Regions from separate parts of the Mus musculus genome. Here region 2 is linked to region 1. A link is a contact called in public HiChIP or PLAC-seq data. All regions are on one chromosome and are shown on one strand. The core of a region is the stretch at or near the end of the contact, and the rest is flanking DNA. Distances in the headings are between cores, read along the strand shown.

Region 1 (5,200 bases), core at 1,899-4,398:
GGGGAAAGGTTGAGACCCTTTGGCATTAGGGGACCCTGCCTGGCACCAGAGAGAGAGCCAGAGAGATGGGCTGTGAGGTAGGTGAGGTAAGCTGGGATTGAGCAGCCTTTAGCCTGCGGCTCTTGCTCCTCCTCCTTCTGCAGCCCCAGGCATCCCTTTCCATTTGGTTCCTGTGTTTTGAGACAAGGTCATGATGTAGCCCAGCCTGTCCTCTAGTTAGTGATCTTCCTGCCTTCCTAACGCAGGAATTGCAGAACTGAGCAACCATATGGGGTAGTTTGAAGGTCCCTCCCTTTTGAGACTCATGTAGTCCAGGTTGGCCTCAGACTCCCCTGAGTAGCCAAGGCTGGTCTTGAACTCCTGATCTTGCTGCCTCCTCAGAGCTGGGATTACAGTGTATATCACCACACCAGTGTGTGCAGTGCTAGGGATGGAACCCAGGCCTTTTGTGCATGTTAGGCAAGCACTCTCCCCAGCTGAGCCATATCTCCAACCTCAGTAAAGGTTTTAAAAAGACAAATCCTATTGCATTCCTCAATAATAAAAAACCTTCCAAAGGCATCCCAGTGACTAAGGATAAGCCCCAAGTGCCTCATCTTGGCCGCAAGGAATCTTAATCTACCCCCATGCTGCAGTAAAGGCTCCCAGAGGGCAGGAACCATGGCTGTATCTGGAGACACTTGGTAGAAAAGCACGTGGATCCGTGATGTCACCTCAATGGATTCACTTACTTTCCCCCTTGTGTCAAGCACCCTCATTCAGGTGCCTCGAGACACACATTTTAGGAGCCATATCACAAAGCGATCCGTTGGCAATTGAAAATTGACTGACGAATGCTGGCTGCACTGCCTACTCCCCGCACAGTGCATTTTCCACAGAGGCTGAGCAAGACATTCTGTCACGACACAATCCCTGAGCTGCTTGGTCACGCACCTATTTTTTTTTTTTTTAATCTTCACTGGATTCTGCTGGTTCTCCATGGAAACACTACACCTTACTCCGTTAGTACCAGGAGGTCATGTAGGCTGCTAGCACATCCCAGAAACTGTTTTCTAAGGTAGCTCTGCCAGAAGCACACTTTTGGTTCCCTCTCTTATCCCCTAATAGCCCCAGCTCCATCAAAGCCACTTCTCACCTACCCCTGATGCTGCGTTCTTGTCTCGTAGGGTACAGTCCTCAGTCCCTACACTCATGGTGCCTTTCCCAACAACCCTGATTCTTCCCAGAAAACCATCTCATATGTGATGTGTGACTGTGTCTGTGTGTGTGTTTATATGTGTGCATAAGCATTCATGCGTAAGCTGGGCGTGGTGGCGCACGCCTTTAATCCCAGCACTTGGGAGGCAGAGGCAGGTAGATTTCTGAGTTCAAGGCCAGCCTGGTCTACAAAGTGAGTTCCAGGACAGCCAGGGCTACACAGAGAAACCCTGTCTCAAAAAAAAACCAAAAAAAAAAAAAAAAAAAAAAAAAAAAAGTATTCATGCATATATGTAGATGTTCATGTGTGTGCACAGGCTTGTGCTTAAATTGTATTTGCACAGGTATCTGTGCATTCCAGACTGTATGTGTACCTGTGCATAGGTGTTTGTGCATGTGTATATGTATGCATATGCACCTAGGTGTGTACATGGGTGTGCACGTGCATAGGTCTACAGGCATGTATGCTAGCACATCTGCCTGTGCCCAAGCACGCACAAATATATGCACACGTGTGTATGTGTGCATGGAGTTTATTACAGAGGTCAGGTTGGAGAGGTGAGTGTAGACATGGCTGCCCCTGGTATACTGCTGTATAGGCTTGAAGTGGGCATAGAACATTACAACAGGCTGCGGAGCAGACCTGGAGCTGGGGAAAGCAGGAAGAAGAGCCTTGCCTTTACCCAACCAGGCCAGCAGGAAGCCTCACATCCAGCGTCTTCCAGAGCGAGGGTTGTGGCTGCAGGCCGGGCAGCCCATGTGGTGTTCATGGGCACCTACCTCTCTGACCTCCCCCACTGATGTGGGCTGGTAGTACATCTCTGGACTGCAGCCATAGGTCTTCGCCCAGTTTTGGAACTGGACCCCTTTGTACCCATGGACCTATACCAGGAAGAAAGCCAGGTCTCAGTAGGCAAGCAGTCACTGTCCTCTCTGTATGTCACATCACCAACCCCAAACCCCGTAGACACAAAGAGGAGAGGACATGGCCACAGCACAGAGAGCCCCAGCTCCCTTTGGCTACTATGGTTCTTAGGTCAAGGGCCACTAGGAAGATCAAACAGCACCGGCTGCTCAGAAGCTGGCAGCCCACACCCAGCATCCTAATGCTATCTTTGATCACTCCAGGTCAGAATGGTGGGAATTCTGCCCATTCTGAAGGCCAAAGCGATAGATGGGATCAAAGACAAGGACAAATCCTGATAAGCCAGGACTCGGGTCAATTCCTGCTCCAGGTGCGCATTATGGATGGCCCAGCAGATAAGTAGGGCGGTCTGAGAAAGGGCTGGAGGAGAAGGCGCTGGAGGCAAGGGCTGGGGTCTGACTTCCCTGGCAGGGAAGGGGTATCCCTTAGGTGTTCCATGGTGGTAGCATCTTAGCCTCTAGCCTGGGAATCAGAATCATGTTTTCTGCACACCACTGTATAGCCAGCCAGATACGGTGGGTCTTCTGTGTGTCCTGGCTTATTAGATCTTACAATAATGTCACGAAACAGGACATTAGTCTTCTTTTAGCTGTCAAAATTAAGGCTCAGAGCAGTCAGGGTCTTCCCTAAGTTCACACAGAAGCCCAGTGAAGGCATTAAGAGGTCAGCCCAAGCCTTCCACTTTCATATCTCTTCTAACACCCCAACCGTTCCCCAAGTTCACTTGGGGGATCCCCAGTGGCCCCTCTGATGGCCCCAGCCTTGGTCTGACTTTACCTTCCCTCACTTGGCTCACAGATGCAGCCTGGACACAGCCGGCTGTATCTACTGGCGGTCTCACAGACCCCCTATCATTCCTACCATGATTCCAGCGATCAACAGGGTCAGACGACTTGACTTGAAGCGTTCCCACAGGAAGTTGAACAAAGCCCTGGGCAGCAGCAGATGCAGTGGTCAGGCAACCTCGGCTCTGGGTTACCTCAGGCAGAACGGGACTGGAAGTTTAGCCACAGGTACCAAGAAAGGCAGGAAACCGGTGTTGAACAGGCTCCTCCCCCTGCAAGACCCAGGCAATCTGTAAACAGCAGCTGGGTCCCGCCCCCTGCCCTCTGTCTGCGAGCTCCAAGGAAGCTCGGGAGGTGTAGGTTAAACAGCAGCATCTGTGCCCCTGAAACCCACTGCTGGAGCTCTGAGCCCAACCTTGGGAGTCCAGAGCCAAACACCACTGTCAGGCTCAGACCTAGGCTAGCTGCCTACGCGTCTGACTTTGGCCGCTTTAAAGCCAGGTACCCATGCAGCTCTTGTACTGAGCCATCCAAACACTGCCCCCCACCCCCCACTATGTTTGGTGATTGTGGGAAGGGACAGCTGAGTATAGTCTAGTGCCATTCAGAATCAGTACCCGGTATTCTACTGAAGCAGTCAGGTGGAGGCTGTTTTGGTTAAAAAAAAAAAAAAAACAAAAACAAAAACAAAAAACCCAGACTCTTCACTTGGGTCTACAAGGTACCTAAAAGCAGGGTGGGAGCCTGACACCGCTATCTTCATTTTGTGTCTCCTCCCCTGAAGGCATGGAAATAAGTCATTTCCCATAGAGTCACTTTGGATATGTTTGTTTGTTTGCTTGCTTGTTTTTTTCCAGACAGGGTTGCTCTGTGTAGCCCTGTTATCCTGGAACTCACACCTTAGCCCAGGCTGGCCTTGAACTCACAGATCTGCCTGCCTCTGCCTCCCAAGTGCTGGGATTTAAGGCAGGTTCCACCACGCCTGGCTACCATGGATTCTAAGAATAACAAAACCTCAGAGTAGGGACCACCTTCCAAAAGAGGGTGGTTATCTGTGAAGGTGAGGCTGTGCCCTGGAGTCCAAGGACCCATGAGAACTAAATAAGCTCTGGTGTAGAAAACAAAAAGGCCTTGTGCACACAGATAAGCAGGGTGGAGAAATCAGGAAAGTTTCTGGCAGTGAATCTGGTCCATGGTATGAGGTGCATGGCTGCTCTTCCTGGAATGGCTGGAGTGATGTAGTTTTACAGTCTGGTGATTCTTTGCTGTCTGATGAGGCAGACTCTGTCATATCTTCCAGGCTTACTGCTTTTACTTATTCCAGACCCTTTCCTCCTAAATGTTATGATTGATGTCTCTTGCGTTTCATTCACAACAGTGTAAGTGACTTCTGTGTGATCTTAGGGCCAGGCCAACCTTAGCTCCCACAGATGCTATGTTTACCTTAGTCAAGATCCCTAGACCATTATCTCGAACATTGTTTCAGCAAGAAACCATCTTACAGATGAAGCCATAGGTACTTAGCCAAGAGCTTCAATGTAAACCTGTTTTAAGCTTTGTGGCCTTCACGGAGCTGAGTTAATTGTTATCTGAACACTTCCCCTCAGTAATTCTGCGGTGCTTAAATATGGCTAAAGGAGAAGGACCTGGGCCAGACTCTTGAAGTCCTGGTCCAGTGCTGGTTACAATAAATCCGGTTGAGTTTCATTCTTACTGTAACCTTGATTGTTTTGTCCCTGACTGTTGTAAAGCCAGCAGGGGAGTCACCACGGCACTGAAATGTGAGGCCGACGATGACCCTCGGAGGAGGTAAGAAAGATTTTCTTTAAATAGAAATTAGGGGGCTGGAGAGATGGCTCAGTGGTTAAGAGCGCCGACTGCTCTTCCAAAGGTCCCGAGTTCAAATCCCAGCAACCACATGGTGGCTCACAACCATCCGTAACGAAACCTGATGCCCTCTTCTGGTGTGTCTGAAGACAGCTACAGTGTACTCACATAAATAAATAAATCTTTAAAAATAAATAAATAAATAAATAAATAAATAAATAATAGAAATTAGGGGTTTAGGAAATTCAGTTCTCTTACCCAAGGGTTGCCACCATAAAGGGATGGAAATTAACATGGGCTCTTCTTGTCAGTCCTTCGACAACAAAGCATTTTGTATAATTACTGAGATGCTTGTTAAGATCCAAAGGAGCAAAATATTCAGAGCTACAGCTCTGCAACATTTGAACATAGCTCATCCAAGTGAAGGGAAAAATCCCTGTTAATTATTTTAGAAGCCAGGGTTCAG
Region 2 (5,200 bases), core at 1,081-3,580, 750 kb after region 1:
GTAACTGAGAGGCTCTACCCAGCAGCTGACAGAAACAGATGCAGATACCCACAGCCAAACATTAGACAGCGCTCAGGGACTCTTATGGAAGAGTTGGAGGAAGGATCGTAGACTTGAAGGGGGTCGGAACTCCACATAAAAACCAACAGAGTCAACTAACCTGGACCTTTGGGGGCTTTCAGAGACTGAAGCATCAACCAAAGAACATACATGGGATGGACCTAGCACCCCTGCAAACACATATGTAGTAGATATGCAGTTCAGTCTTCATGTGTGTCCTCCAACAACTGGAGCAGAGGGCTATCCCTAAAGCTGTTGCCTCTCTATGGACTACAATCCCCTAACTGGGCTGCTTTGCCTGGCCTCGGTGGGAGAGGATGCGCCTAGCCCTGTAGAGACTTTATATGCTGGTGTGGGAAGATGCCCAGGGGGATGGGTCTCCACCCTAGCAGAGGAGAGGGAGGTAATGGGAGGAGGGATTGTGTGAGGAGGGGACTGGGGGGGATATAAAATGAATTCATACATACATACATACATACATACATACATACATACATACATACATACCCTTGCTGTTCATCCGGAAGACCTGAGTTTCACTCTTCTCACCCACACTGAACAACTCACAACTGCCTGTAACTCCAGCTGGAAGAGGGGTTCTTATGCCCTCTTCTGGCCTCTTCGGTCACTGCACACACACATATGCATAACATTAAAAAAACATGAAATAAATCTTTTTAAAAAGAAGAATTGTAATCTTGTCCTCATAGAATTAGGTAAAAATATTAAACAAATTACAAAATAAGGAACCATTTCTTTTCCTTTATCCTCAACTAAAACGCCATGGTATAGGCTGAACATACCCAAAGGTACTTCTGTCCATCACTTTAATGTTTCAAACATGTGCTCTATGATTCTAAACTGAGCATGCATGTGTGTGTGTGCAAGAATGCACTCATTCCCACATGATCAAGTATGAGGACCAGGATTCACTCCCCACCATCCACTTAGGGAGAAAAAGCATGGTGGTGCCCGTTTGTAATTCCAGTGTTGGGCACAGAGAAAGACAGCAGGATCGCTGGGGCTTGCTAGTCAGCCAGACGGGACAACACAGCCAATTCCAAAGGAATAAAGCCTGAGTATGGCCTCCGTCTTCCACACAAATGCACACACATGGGTGCACATGCGCCTGCAAAAGAGAGGGAGGGAGGGAGGGAGGGAGGGAGGGAGGGAGAGAGAGAGAGAGAGAGAGAGAGAGAGAGAGAGAGAGAGAGAGAGAGAGAGAGAGAGAGATGATAAACTAAGTTCCAAATCCTGTCCATAGCATCAGCTCTATTCCTTCCTGCTCTGGTGTTTTCTGGGTCCTAAGCAATTGTCACCCATGGATATGCAGAGTCACCCATGGATATGCAGAGTCACCCATGGATATGCAGAGTCACCCATGGATATGCAGAGTCACCCATGGATATGCAGAGTCACCCATGGATAAGCAGAGTCACCCATGGATATGCAGAGTCACCCATGGATATGCAGAGTCACCCATGGATATGCAGAGTCACCCATGGATATGCAGAGCTGTAACAGCTCCTGCTTCTTCATATGCTTGGGCTCAGACTCCAGAGAACATCAGCAACACCAAAGGGCAGGCTGCTGAACTGAGCCTAAAACGAAGCAGGAACCATGCTAGAAAAGTTGGAAGCTGAGCCACAGAGAAGGCCTCTGGCTTGGCTGGACCATGTGTCTGGCCCTAGACAATTCCAGTTTCTATCAATCCAGTGTCTACTGATGGTTTATGATGAAAAGTGGGAAAAAAAATCATGGACTCTACGTTTCTGTCCAGAATAAACAGAGAGAGAGAGAGAGAGAGAGAGAGAGAGAGAGAGAGAGAGAGAGAGAGAGAGAGAGAGAGAGAGAGATTGGGGGAGAGAAAGGAGAGGAAGGAAAGGAAAGGAAAGGAAAGGAAAGGAAAGGAAAGGAAAGGAAAGGAAAGGAAAGGAAAGGAAAGGAAAGGAAAGGAAAGGAAAGGAAAGGAAAGGAAAGGAAAGGAAAGGAGAGTTTGGTATCTTAGTGAAGCAACCCGCTCTGACCCCAAATAAACAGACTCAAGACAGGAAGTTAGACCATTCTAGAGTCCTGGAAACCAAAATATTCCTCCCAATTTTTTAGTGGGACAGTGTCCACTCCTGTCCATGAGCTAGCATCCCTGGGGCATGAGGGACACTTCTGCAGCCTCAGGTCTGCAATTGGGCTATTTTTAAGTGATCCCAGAACTGTAGCATAACTACATTTCCAGATGTATTTAACAAACTGGAAAGAGGCAGCTAAATGATATATTGGGGTTTGATTTTCCCATTCCTGGCCCCCTGGAAACACCTGTGAAGGCAGGCTCCTGCTTCCATCAGAGAGCACCACGGTAAAGCTCATCCCCATGAGATGAGCTCTGTTCATGGTCTGTGGGTGTGGGTGCACTCTGGAGACTCCATCCTCCCACCTCACTCATTGCCCTGTGGACGGGGATGTATTCTGGGACCTCCATCCCCAGAGCAGCATTCAAGGCCTGTGGATATAGACTCATTCTGGGGCCTGCAGCACAATGACTCCCCACCAGGTCTCAGTGTTCTCCCTAGTGGGAGGGTCAGGACAGCAAGAGGGCAAAGTCCATTAAGAAGATGAAGAAGGGACACATGAGAGCGGGGAGGACCATCCTGCCTTGGAAGGCAGCTCATAAAGAGGATAAGGAGGCTGACACTTTCCAGACAATTCTTCCCAAATCCTCTGACACAAAGAAATGCTGTAAAGACCCTCAGGGTTTGTCCATGGAGCTTTCTGAGGTTCACCTATGGTGGTCTGGCTCCTGGCACCTTACTCAGTACCTCAGCCTTGAGACAGTCCTAGTTCAGCAATGACTTCCCAATAAAGAGGCTTCTCCTCTGCCTGCAGCCTTGCTTCTGCCTCGGGACATCTGGCAATAATCATTTCACTCATTTGCACTGAATGAATGGTGTCTTATTTCCTCCCTGTGTACAAAGCCTCAAGTATGGCCATTAGAAGCTCTCGTGTGTCATTGGATGTTCTGTTTTGCCAAGAAAGTCTTGTTCCCTGTTTTTAAGCTCTTAGAACAATCCCATTTTAGGATATCTTCTATCTGGGCTGGCTTTTCAACAGTTCGCAACACGTGCTTTTTTAAAAGATGACTTATCCTCAAGTTTCCACATTGGGCGCCTCTCTGGGTCTCCTTTTGGAATGTCCTTGTATCGCTATCCGATGTCCCTTCTCGTTCAGTTGAGAAGGCAGCAGTCCTCATGTCTACTAAGGTATTAACCACAATGATGCCAATGGTCAACTGCAAGGAAAGCTCTGGGGTGTTGGAATTCTTCTGTATCCTGTCTTGTGATGGGTTTCACGAGAGTCTAAAGGGAGGAGGAAATGAGAGAGAGCAATGGCGAGGGAGAATGACAAATCTTGCATGGGTTCTCTTATGTAGAATCCAGGTGTGTGTGTGTGTGTGTGTGTGTGTGTGTGTGTGTGTGTGTGTGTTTAACATGGTTGATATGGTATGGTAATGGTATGAAGTGGAATATCATGGAGTGGCATGGGAGGGGATAAAAGTAGAAGGGGGGGTAATTGTAGGAGAAAAGACCAGCAAGAAAAGGAAGCAGGGAGAGTAACATGTGGAGGGCAAAGATGAGCAAAGTACAGTGACAAACATGAAAAGAAGAAGGAGGAGGAGAAGGAAGAGGGGGAGGGAGAGGGAGAGGAAGAGGAAGAGGAGGAGAAATGCATGACAATATATTTTACTTTAAATCCCTGACCCCAAGTCTTATCCAAACTAATCAATTCACAATTTCTGGGTAGATACAAGTTATCTGTATTTTTCCCAAGTTCCCCCAAGGTTTCCGGAGTGCAGTCAAGGTCAAGAGCAGGAGTGTGAGTAATGTTTGTTCTACATAAAAAGCTGTTTTGTCAGCAGCTCGGTGTCCCGTTCCCAGAGGTAACTTCTGTCAGTCAGGACACACCTGCCCCAGCTTGGGCAAAGGACTGGCTTTGTGATCGTCTTCTCCAAATGACTTCCTTAGAGAACGTGGTTTCTGTCACTGTGCCCCAGTCAGGAACCCAGAAGTAGTCCCTAGAGACCCAGAATAGGCCAGGACCCTATGTTTCCAAACTCGCTGTGGGACCACCGTCTCTATAGATGATTAAAAAGCTAACAAACACCCATTGTTTTAAAGACTTGGGAGGACTTCCTGGTCTCGTGGCTTGTGGTTTTAGTCATAGTACTCAGGAGATGGAGGCAGGACTGCTGTGCATTTGGAGACAGGCTAAATGAACTATTCAACAAACCTAGAGAAGAAAGGGGACAGATGATCTGAACAAGCAAGGGTCAGCATTATGTGTCAATTTAACTTGTCCACAGGGTGCCCAGGGGGGTCACATGAGTGGGACTCACCCCATCTGAAGACCTAAACAGACAAAACACCCACTGACAGAAGCTTCTCCTTCCCATGTGACTTCAGGTGGAAACCTCAGCTTCTTCCTGTCTGCAGTCTCAAACCAACCATCCACTTTGCAGGTACAGAGCCTGCAGCTAGAACTTGTGTGAACAGACCTGCCAAGGAAGGCCTTGAGATCCTCAGCTTTCAGAGGGTTGGTTGAAATAATTCCCTGAAAAAAATAACCACACACACCCTCTCTCTTTCTCTCTCCTCTCTTATCTCTTTCTATTTCTCTGGTGAGTTCTGACTAATGAATATTTCTTACTTTTGGGGGTGAAAAACTTTTTATGGAGTGTGTGTATGTGTGTATGTATGTGTGTATGTGTGTGACTGTGTATACGTGTGAGTGTGTATATGTGCATGTGTGTATATTGTGCATATTGTGTGTGTATATGTGTGTGTAGATGAGTGTGTATATGCATGTGCATATATGTGCATATGTGTGAATGTGTGTGTATGTGTATATATGTGTGAATGTGTGGGTGTGTATGTGTAGATGAGTGTGTATATGCATGTGCATATATGTGCATATGTGTGAATGTGTGTGTATGTGTATATATGTGTGAATGTGTGGGTGTGTATGTGTGTGTATACATGTATGTGTGTGGGTGGGCATGGGTATACCTGTGCCATGATATGTGTGTAACTCACATGAATGTGTTCAGATCATCAAGCTTGGTTGCATGTGCCCCAACTGCTGAGCCATT

Evidence for each region. HiChIP or PLAC-seq counts read pairs in DNA pulled down with a chosen protein or histone mark.
Region 2: an H3K27ac HiChIP or PLAC-seq map of embryonic stem cells shows a contact between it and region 1, with 3 times the contacts expected there. The contact joins the enhancer-like site here to the promoter of Gulo in region 1. A contact is called at or near these places in 5 of 39 promoter capture datasets (the 3T3-L1 cell line, the C10 cell line, HPC-7-derived erythroid cells and 2 more) and 1 of 115 datasets of contacts at active chromatin or transcription factors (embryonic stem cells).

Annotation. Positions count from the first base shown.
Region 1 is chr14:66,006,062-66,011,261 of GRCm38.p6, forward strand. Gulo (gulonolactone (L-) oxidase) reads right to left here and starts at 3,149. Exons shown (of 12, transcript NM_178747.3): 1 at 2,984-3,149; 2 at 1,978-2,079. The coding sequence starts at 2,986.
Region 2 is chr14:66,761,426-66,766,625 of GRCm38.p6, forward strand. It overlaps a transcript of Adra1a not described here. Among named protein-coding and RNA genes, the nearest start is that of Gm5464, 100 kb to the right of the region's middle. Within about 2 kb of position 2,331, at least 16 of the 459 cell types and tissues checked have an H3K27ac peak or open chromatin away from gene starts, as enhancers often do. A contact at or near this core is called in embryonic stem cells, where this site is marked.